Regions from separate parts of the Mus musculus genome. Here all the other regions are linked to region 3. Evidence: chromatin contacts called from public HiChIP or PLAC-seq data. All regions are on one chromosome and are shown on one strand. Each heading gives the region's core, a stretch centred on a gene start, on an enhancer-like site or on the middle of the called end of the contact. The rest is flanking DNA. Distances are from core to core; before and after follow the strand shown.

Evidence for each region. HiChIP or PLAC-seq counts read pairs in DNA pulled down with a chosen protein or histone mark.
Region 1: a contact with region 3 is called in a FOXA1 HiChIP or PLAC-seq map of pancreatic cancer cells. The contact joins two enhancer-like sites. A contact is called at or near these places in 3 of 115 datasets of contacts at active chromatin or transcription factors (embryonic stem cells, extraembryonic endoderm stem cells and pancreatic cancer cells).
Region 2: a contact with region 3 is called in an H3K27ac HiChIP or PLAC-seq map of extraembryonic endoderm stem cells, with 6 times the contacts expected there. The contact joins two enhancer-like sites.

Annotation. Positions count from the first base shown.
Region 1 is chr3:121,538,666-121,541,365 of GRCm38.p6, forward strand. No RefSeq gene overlaps it. Among named protein-coding and RNA genes, the nearest start is that of Gm40135, 5.2 kb to the right of the region's middle. Within about 2 kb of position 1,291, at least 60 of the 459 cell types and tissues checked have an H3K27ac peak or open chromatin away from gene starts, as enhancers often do. A contact at or near this core is called in extraembryonic endoderm stem cells and pancreatic cancer cells, where this site is marked.
Region 2 is chr3:121,557,710-121,560,409 of GRCm38.p6, forward strand. It overlaps Gm40135 (a long non-coding RNA gene), which reads left to right. Exons shown (of 4, transcript XR_867598.2): 2 at 703-744; 3 at 1,170-1,426. Among named protein-coding and RNA genes, the nearest start is that of Gm40135, 14 kb to the left of the region's middle. Within about 2 kb of position 1,307, at least 44 of the 459 cell types and tissues checked have an H3K27ac peak or open chromatin away from gene starts, as enhancers often do. A contact at or near this core is called in extraembryonic endoderm stem cells, where this site is marked.
Region 3 is chr3:122,205,161-122,207,860 of GRCm38.p6, forward strand. The region is part of intron 5 of Gm46822 (a long non-coding RNA gene); the gene reads right to left. Among named protein-coding and RNA genes, the nearest start is that of Gm40137, 4.9 kb to the right of the region's middle. Within about 2 kb of position 1,396, at least 44 of the 459 cell types and tissues checked have an H3K27ac peak or open chromatin away from gene starts, as enhancers often do. A contact at or near this core is called in extraembryonic endoderm stem cells and pancreatic cancer cells, where this site is marked.

The DNA.
Region 1 (2,700 bases), core at 41-2,540, 670 kb before region 3:
GGGCGTCAGATCTCGTTATGGATGGTTACTGTGGTTGCTGGGATTTGAACTCGGGACCTTTGGAAGAGTAGTCAGTGCTCTTAACCGCTGAGCCACCTCACCAGCCCCAAGTTTAGAATTCTTATTATAGTTATGTATGGCAGACTACATTACTTATTAGTAGAAAGTCCCCACACACAATCACTTAGAATAAAAGCCAAGTCACTCCCATATACAGGAATTTACAATGGTTTAGGAATTAGATCAAGCTGTGGTTTTAAAGTATTGCATTATTCATGAGAAGGTTAGCTAGAACGGAACTCCCTAATTAGAGCCATGACTTGGGCATGAAAGCCCTTGCCCTGGGAGTGTAAAGACCTCACACCTGGCTTCCTAGAATATAGCTGACCTTAGATAGAGCTGACCTTGTCTCAGTTGTTTTATTGCCCAGTTCCTGCCAGTCTTTGTGTTTGCATTCCTGTTTTGTGTGATAGTCATTAAGCATCCAGTAATCTCATTGTACCTTGCCGATGTGTCACCGAACTTCCCTATTTTCTACTGTATAAAAAGTTTGATGCTCAATTTGACATTACATTCAGATCCAACACACTCTCTCGTGTCATGTCTGTTTGTCACCCCATTCTCGCCGACTCTATGTCCACCTGCCGGAACCCCTGACTCCCCACGAATTGAGGGGGGCCGATTGAGCCCGGTCCGTGGAAGGTCTTTAAACTAATTGGTTTACAGCACCTGGTTAAACCATAAGGAGGGAGCGTACATCAAAACCGGAGCACCTTGACCTAGGAAAGACTTAGGTTTTCTTAGCCCACTCTGTTGTTATCAGCTAGCAGCAGCTACTATGTCTATTTTGTTACTTCCAGGGACATTTTGTGATTTTTCTCAGACCTCAAGGGCAGGGGCCATGCCCTTGCCTAAGGGCAAGTTAACTTAGAACGGAGTCTACAGTGCAAATGGACTTTCTTCATAAAAGCCTGTTGCTATACATTTAAAAAAGATCAAGATATTGAAGTATCCGCTAAATATAAACGGCACAGAATCAGAAGAGTTTTTCTGCCTTAGTATTGTGTACAAAGATGTTAGAATAAGAGCTCATCCACCTTCAGCCTTTTCCGGGTGAGTGAGTTCTAATTTTTACTGCTTTCATCTGTTTGCTTTCAGCTCATCTTGGCTATTGTAATGGCCCTTGTCAGAGGCTTTGGTGGGCGCCTCTGAACTGATGTCAGACCGTGGACTGCAAGTCTAGACAGGGAAGAGTAGGAAGCACTAGAGTGCAGGTCATGACCCCACAGATAAAACACTAGATTGGCAGCAGCTGGCCCAGCCAGTCTCCCTGAGGCCGGCTGGGCAGGGGTGGGGGTAGGGGGAGTGGGGGATGGGGGTGATGTGATTGAGAACGGGTCAGGAGCTCCTGGAATCCTGAGCCCAGACACCTGATTTCACTCCCTCAAGTCCCACCCTGCTCTGTGGACTTTCACCCAGTTCTTTCTCCAAATACTTACAATTTAATCCAGAAGATGGAGCCAGAAGACTTCAAGCAGAGCTCATGGGCCTCAGACTCTAAGTAATTATTTACAAGACAAAGTGAGCGGCTGGTGAACTCTACCCAATCGGTTGATTAATGAGAGCTGAGCCACGATTTCTCTTCTACACTAGATATACAAGGCATCTTGTGTTCTGTTTGATTGTCTTGTTTTTGTTTTTCCTCTGGGACAACGGGATCTAAAGAGAAACCCAGGAGGAAGCGCAAAGGACAGAGAGAGAGAGAGAGAGAGAGAGAGAGAGAGAGAGAGAGAGAGAGAGAGAGAAAACAGAGGTAATCACAGAAGTCATGGGGAGAGAGGCCCCGCTGAGCCCTGAAAGATGAGCCTGCTTTAAGATACAGTTAATCAGCTCCAAACTGAATCTCATGGAGCATTTTGTAGGGTGGAAGCCTTGGAAAACAGCATCTTAAACTGTCTCTTACGTGTGTGTTTAGGCAAAACCTCATTGTCTTCTTTCTCATTTTAGTGCTGGGGTCTGAACCCACGGCTTTATGCACCCTAATCATTTGTTCTGCTGCTGGGCTCAACTTGTTGTATAAATAATCAAACTTGAAAGGGAATATTATGTTAGCAAATGTATTAGAGCGATAGTGAGGACAAGATACAGTCCTGGGGAGCAAATTCAGAGGCCTCATGATACTGTACATCGGGCTGGAGAGATGACTCAGCAGTTAAGAGCACTGATTGCTCTTCTGAAGGTCCTGACTTCAAATCCCAGCAACCACATGGTGGCTCACTCTGTAATGAGATCTGACGCCCTCTTCTAGGGTGTCTGAAGACAGCTACAGTGTACTTCCATCTAATAAATAAATAAATCTTTAAATAGAAAAGATACTGTACATCACACAGGCAAGAGTTCAGATTGTGGGGCTGGAGAGGTGGCTCAACGGTTAAGAGCACTGATTGCTCTTCTGAAGGTCCTGAGTTCAAATCCCAGAAACCACGTGGTGGCTCACAACCACCCGTAATGTGATATGATGCCCTCTTCTGGTGCGTCTGAAGTCAGCTACAGTGTACTTGTGTATAATAATAAAATCTTTGGGCTTGGAGCGAGCAGGGCTGACCGGAGTAAAATTTAATTTCCAAAAACCACATGAAGGCTCACAACCATCTGTACAGTTACAGTGTACACACATACATAATTTAAATAAATAAATCT
Region 2 (2,700 bases), core at 57-2,556, 650 kb before region 3:
TGACAACGTACAACCATGTATGTGGTACACAGACATACACATAGTCAAAATATCCAGATTAAATAAAATAAAACAATTAAACATCTTTAAAATTAAAAAATCTTAAACAAAGAAAGCCCAAATGTTTTTATTGTAGTATTTGGTTAGGAAATCTGAGCTCAACCCAAACATTTCATTCGTTAGTCTTATTATAGGTCAAATTTTCTGTCTAATCCTTCATTCAAATATATGTAAGGAGAGAAAGTGAGGCCACAGTGAATAAGGCTGTAGGCCTGAATAATACCCTAAAGAAAATAAGGTTATCGTATATTTTAACACATGTTTTAAAAAGTTTATTGCAAATTAATTGGCATCTATCAAATAAAATTTTAAATGTGGAAATTGTAAAATCATCAGTGTAATTATGTAAATAACTACTGCTGTATTTTAATGTTTTCCTTCTAGAGTTCTTATGTATATACATTTAAATTTTTGTTATTTGCATGTATGTATGTGTGTGCTCACCTGTGCACAGATGTGCACATTACTGCACGAATGAGGACATTATAGGACAACGAGTGGAGGTAGGTGTGTCCTTCTATCATGGGGATTCCAGGGGCTGAACTCATGTCACCAGGCTTGGCAGCAAGCACCCCTACCCACTAAGCCATCTCACCAGCCCCATGTAAATTTTATGTAATTATAATTTTTTTTTTTTTGTAGGAGCTGTTTTGAACTTTCAGTCATTCACCCTTACAGAGACTGGTAGGAATATCTTACCTTGTTGGGATAGAAACTTAGTTCCTTAGAGCTTTGATACCTGTGTCTCGGCTTTCCTTTGTACGTGCTAAATGTAACTCCTGAATTGAAAATAAGTTTTAACATATAGGTTGTGGTTAAAACAACACCAAAGACTAATTTTAAAATTCTAATTTGCTCAGCATAATGTCTAGATTATAAAATTAGACTACAGCTTGCCAGCTGTGTACCCAAGTTGGCACCAGGCACCTTCCTGTTGGGGCCATTGGCTGTAATACCACAGCTAAGTTAACAGTAACTACTTACTTGGCTACTGTTTCTTTGATGACCCATCGCCCTGTTAGTCTCTGTTTAGGTCACAGTTTGTGGTCTGGTACAGCCTTGGTTCTTGTGAATACAACTTAAGTATCGATGTCTTACTACTTTGCTAGTGTAGCTGTTAGGCTCAGAGCCTGGGTCTCCAGCCCTAACAACCCGAGGTCGCCGCCCATCCTCAGCACACCAGTTAACAGACAGCCTGATGTGAAAAGCTGAAAGAGAAGACTTATTCATCGTGGCCACAAAGCATGTGATTGCAGATCTTTGCATTAAGTGGAGAAGCCTCCGGAACAGGAAGAGGGAGGCTCCGAACGCCCATCACTATCTCTGTGCCTTTGTGTCACAAACAAAGGACCCAGTGATTCATAAGGTACTTGGGAAAACCAAGATGGCCTTAGAGTGAATGAAAGCAGGATTCGCTCTGCAGGCAGGTGCTCAAGCAAGCCTAAGGCCCAAGAATCCCAGTTTCCACTCCAAAGGGAAGGGAGGAATTCTCTGAAGGGCTAGCCTTTTCTTTTTAAGTGATTGATTTTGTTTGCTGGAGGGGGTTTGTACAATCCTTTCTGCAGTCCAAATGACAGCCTTACTTGTTTGCTGGGTCCCAGAGTTGACTTCCTTGTGACTCACAGTCACAGGCCTCTTGTCACGTCTCCCTGCCTCACCTGCACTTCTGACGATGGGCAAAGAAGGACTTCCGGAAGGCCCAGGCCTTATTTCTGTGGGGCAACCTCCAACCCTCCATCCAGAGGAATGGGAGGGAAAAGCCAAGTCTGAGCATGCGCGGTTTCCCAGCCTCTTCAGGCAGAGACATTCCTCTGTGGTCTACTTTTCCTTGAGAGCCCTAATCACAGCCTCTTCTCAACCACTTAGGGGACTCATTTCAGCTCCTCCCACACCCACGTCCCCTACTGCTGGAACCAAATCTGTTTTGTTCACCTCTTTGTGAAGCTCACAAGGTGCCTGGGGCCCTGAGGGCACTTTCCCAGTGAGGAGCTGGCCTTATTGCAGCAGGCGTATTGCAACAATGCCGCACACTAAGTGACACGTGTGTCCCACTGATCAAATGGGAAAAAATTACAAACGTTTTATCAGTGATGGTTACTGTCTCTGAGTGGAGAAATACTCTAGTGGGAAATGCTCTCTTTCCCAAGGGCGTGGCTGGCGCATTCTCCCGGCTGCTCCCTCAGCCTGAGGCAGTCCGTGACCTTCCCTCACCTGGGAGTTAATGGGAAGGAGGATTCTACCTTTCCAACTCCTAGCAAAGTTCTCTTTCGGTCACTTTTCATCTGCCCTGAAAACTTCTGTCAACCCTTCCTTTGCCACATTGAGTCAGGCTCATGGGACACACTCGAGGAGGCTGATTGGATGCGTCCGCTGCCACGCTTGAGTAAGAAGGACCCAGAGTGTGTCTACAGCAGAGGGAGGTCAGGTCCCCAGAGTCCCGTTCCCAAGTGAATCTGAAGGACAAGAACAAACTAAGCAGCAAAAGTAGGTGTGTGCCTGGGAGAACCAAGACGACCAGGACACTGACACCAGAGAACCCACATTAGAGTGTTTGCTTAGGGTGGGGCCTTGCTTCCAGGTTACCGGCTATTCTTAATCACCAGCAGGAGTACGTGATGACATTTGTTCCAGGTGAAACTA
Region 3 (2,700 bases), core at 146-2,645:
CCTGGGTGACCTCTCTCAAGACCTCGCTCTTGATTGTAAGTTTCTCTTTCCTTTCCTTTCCGCCCAGTCACAAGCCCCAGCCATTTACTGACCAATCGGGATTACTGGGGAGCATCACAGTACGTAGGTGATACAGTGCTCCAAGATCAGATTGCAATTTGGAGAGGGGCACAAAACTCAGCTTCCGAATACACAACACACAAGACAAACCCCAACAATTCCTTCTGAGCATAAGTATAAAAAGGAATTTTTTCAAGTGTTTAGAAAGCAAGTGGATGAATCTGGAAGGATGGTTCCACGGTTAGGAGCGTTTGTTGCTCTCCTAAGGACTTTGGTTCCCAGCACCCATAATAGGCAGCTCACACTGCTTGCAACTCCAGTTCCTGGAGACCCAATGTCCTTTTCATGCCTTCATAGACACTGTGTATACAAATTGTGTGTGTGTGTGTGTATGTGTGTATATATATATGTATATGTATGTATATATAGATACATATACATACATACATACATACATACATACATACAAACATATATGTAAATATCCTGCATTACAGGGCAAAAGTTCACAAAAGTCCCCACTTTTTATAACCAAGCAATTCTAAACTGGGTAGGAACCACTTTCTTCTGACATGAAGGAACCATGAATCCATTGGCCAAAGTTTGGGCCTTACTTGGGCCATTGTCTTCTAATTCCCAGCCCCATGGTACTGGGATATGTCAGTAGCCTAGAGCCCGAGTCCCTGTGAAAGCAAGCATGTTTATTAGCTCCAACGTCTCTCAGCGAAGCATGAAGAGGGCATGTGTCGGCATCTCCTGTCTGCTTCTATTACCTCTGCCACTCATTTTCTTCTTGAATGCATACTGCTCCCCACCCCAGTATCTTGAGGTTCTTGCCTGAGAATACGAGCATCTACTTTCAAAAGAATTCCCTCACGTACCTTCCTCACCAGTTTGTAGGAAGACCAGATCCTGGTCACACAGACAGGATTCGGGTCTTTTCATGGCACTCTTTACCCACCACCTCAGAGTTCTCGCTGCCTTTGACTAGACAATGAAGAACTCAATGGTAAAAAAGGTAACACAGAACCCTCTTCAAAGACGGCCCCAATCCCCTGATCACACAGGCAGCACAAAGCTCAACTTCCCCCACGGACAACCTTATGGTCTCCTTCCAGCTGAATGCACCAGCTTATCGATCCGGCAAAGCTCATCCCAGGCCCTGGGGTGAGTTGGCAGGAGCTCTCTGCCTTGGCAAGCTGTTGCTTACTCATAGCCGGTTGCAATAGTTACACTTTAATCTCATTTAAAAAAAAAATCCCTGTAGCCTAGGGCTGAGGGCAGGAATATCAGGAGGCTGGGAGCAGCGTCCAGGCATGTGACAAAGGGTGGCATCTGGAATGAAAGGCAGGTCCTCAGTTGTCCAGGCCAGCACTGGGGCCAATGAACTTTGTTGTTCTGTTTGGATTGGCTTCAGTTTTTTGTGTTTAGAAAAACCTAAAGTTTCTAGATGGAGCTGGTGTCTGGGTAAGTGAAGATTAACGACCCAAATGTTAAGTTAGGGTCCTCGGATAAAGTTTCCCTGGCTTGGTTAATAAATAAGCCAGTGATTATGCTGCTCTGGCACATTCTATTCCATAGCCCACAAAGAATCTTCCTTATCGCCAGCAGACACAAAGACTAGATTAGTAACTCCAGTCTCTGTCCAACATCATTGTAACTGTGTCTGCTCTACAGAGTGCATAGCAAGGCCACTCTCAGCTCCATCCAGGGTCACCATGGGAATAGCACAGAGACTCAGAGGCATAGGTAGGCTCCTGGAGCCCTGACATATGGACTGGCCCAGGAGGGTCTGGGTGTGTCTGCCACTGTGTCTACCCCATGCCCACTGCCATACATTTCTTTTTTTTTTTTTTAAAGATGTATTTATTTAATGTATATGAGTACACTGTAGCTGTCTTCAGACACACCAGAAGAGGGCATCAGATATCATTACAGATGGTTGTGAGCCACCATGTGGTTACTGGGAATTGAACTCAGGACCTCTGGAAGAGCACGCAGCCAGTGCTCTTAACTGCTGAGCCATCTCTCCAGCCCCACATACATTTCTTCTGTTACCCCACACCGTAAAATCGCTATTTGTGGCATATGTCTGTGACATATGGGAAACTTATAGCTCAGAAACATTAGGTAATAAAAATAAATTGAAGCTGGGCGTGATGGCACACGCCTATAATCCCAGCACTCAGGAGGCAGAGGCAGGCGGATTTCTGAGTTTGAGGCCATTGTAGTCTAAAGAGTGAGTTCCATGACAACCAGGGCCATATAGAAAAATCATGTCTCTAAAACCAAACCAACCAAACAGACAAACAAAAACAAAACAAAACAAAACAAACACTCCCAAAAAACAACCAAAAAAACAAAAAACAAAAAACAAAAAACCAAACTCCCCAAAACAAACAACAAATAAAATAAAATAAAATAAAATAAAATAAAATAAAATAAAATAAACAAGTAAAAGCAAATTGGCAGAAGCAGAGGTCCCAAGTCCCATGGCCTAATGCCAGAGACTGAGTTTGCACAGATCACAAAGGCATTTTCCCACAGAGAGATCAGTGAGTGGCGGGGTTATTTTGTGAAGTTCAATAAGTCAAGGAGAAGGATGGAAAGGGGCCATGGGAAGGGGAGAAGGCAGGACCC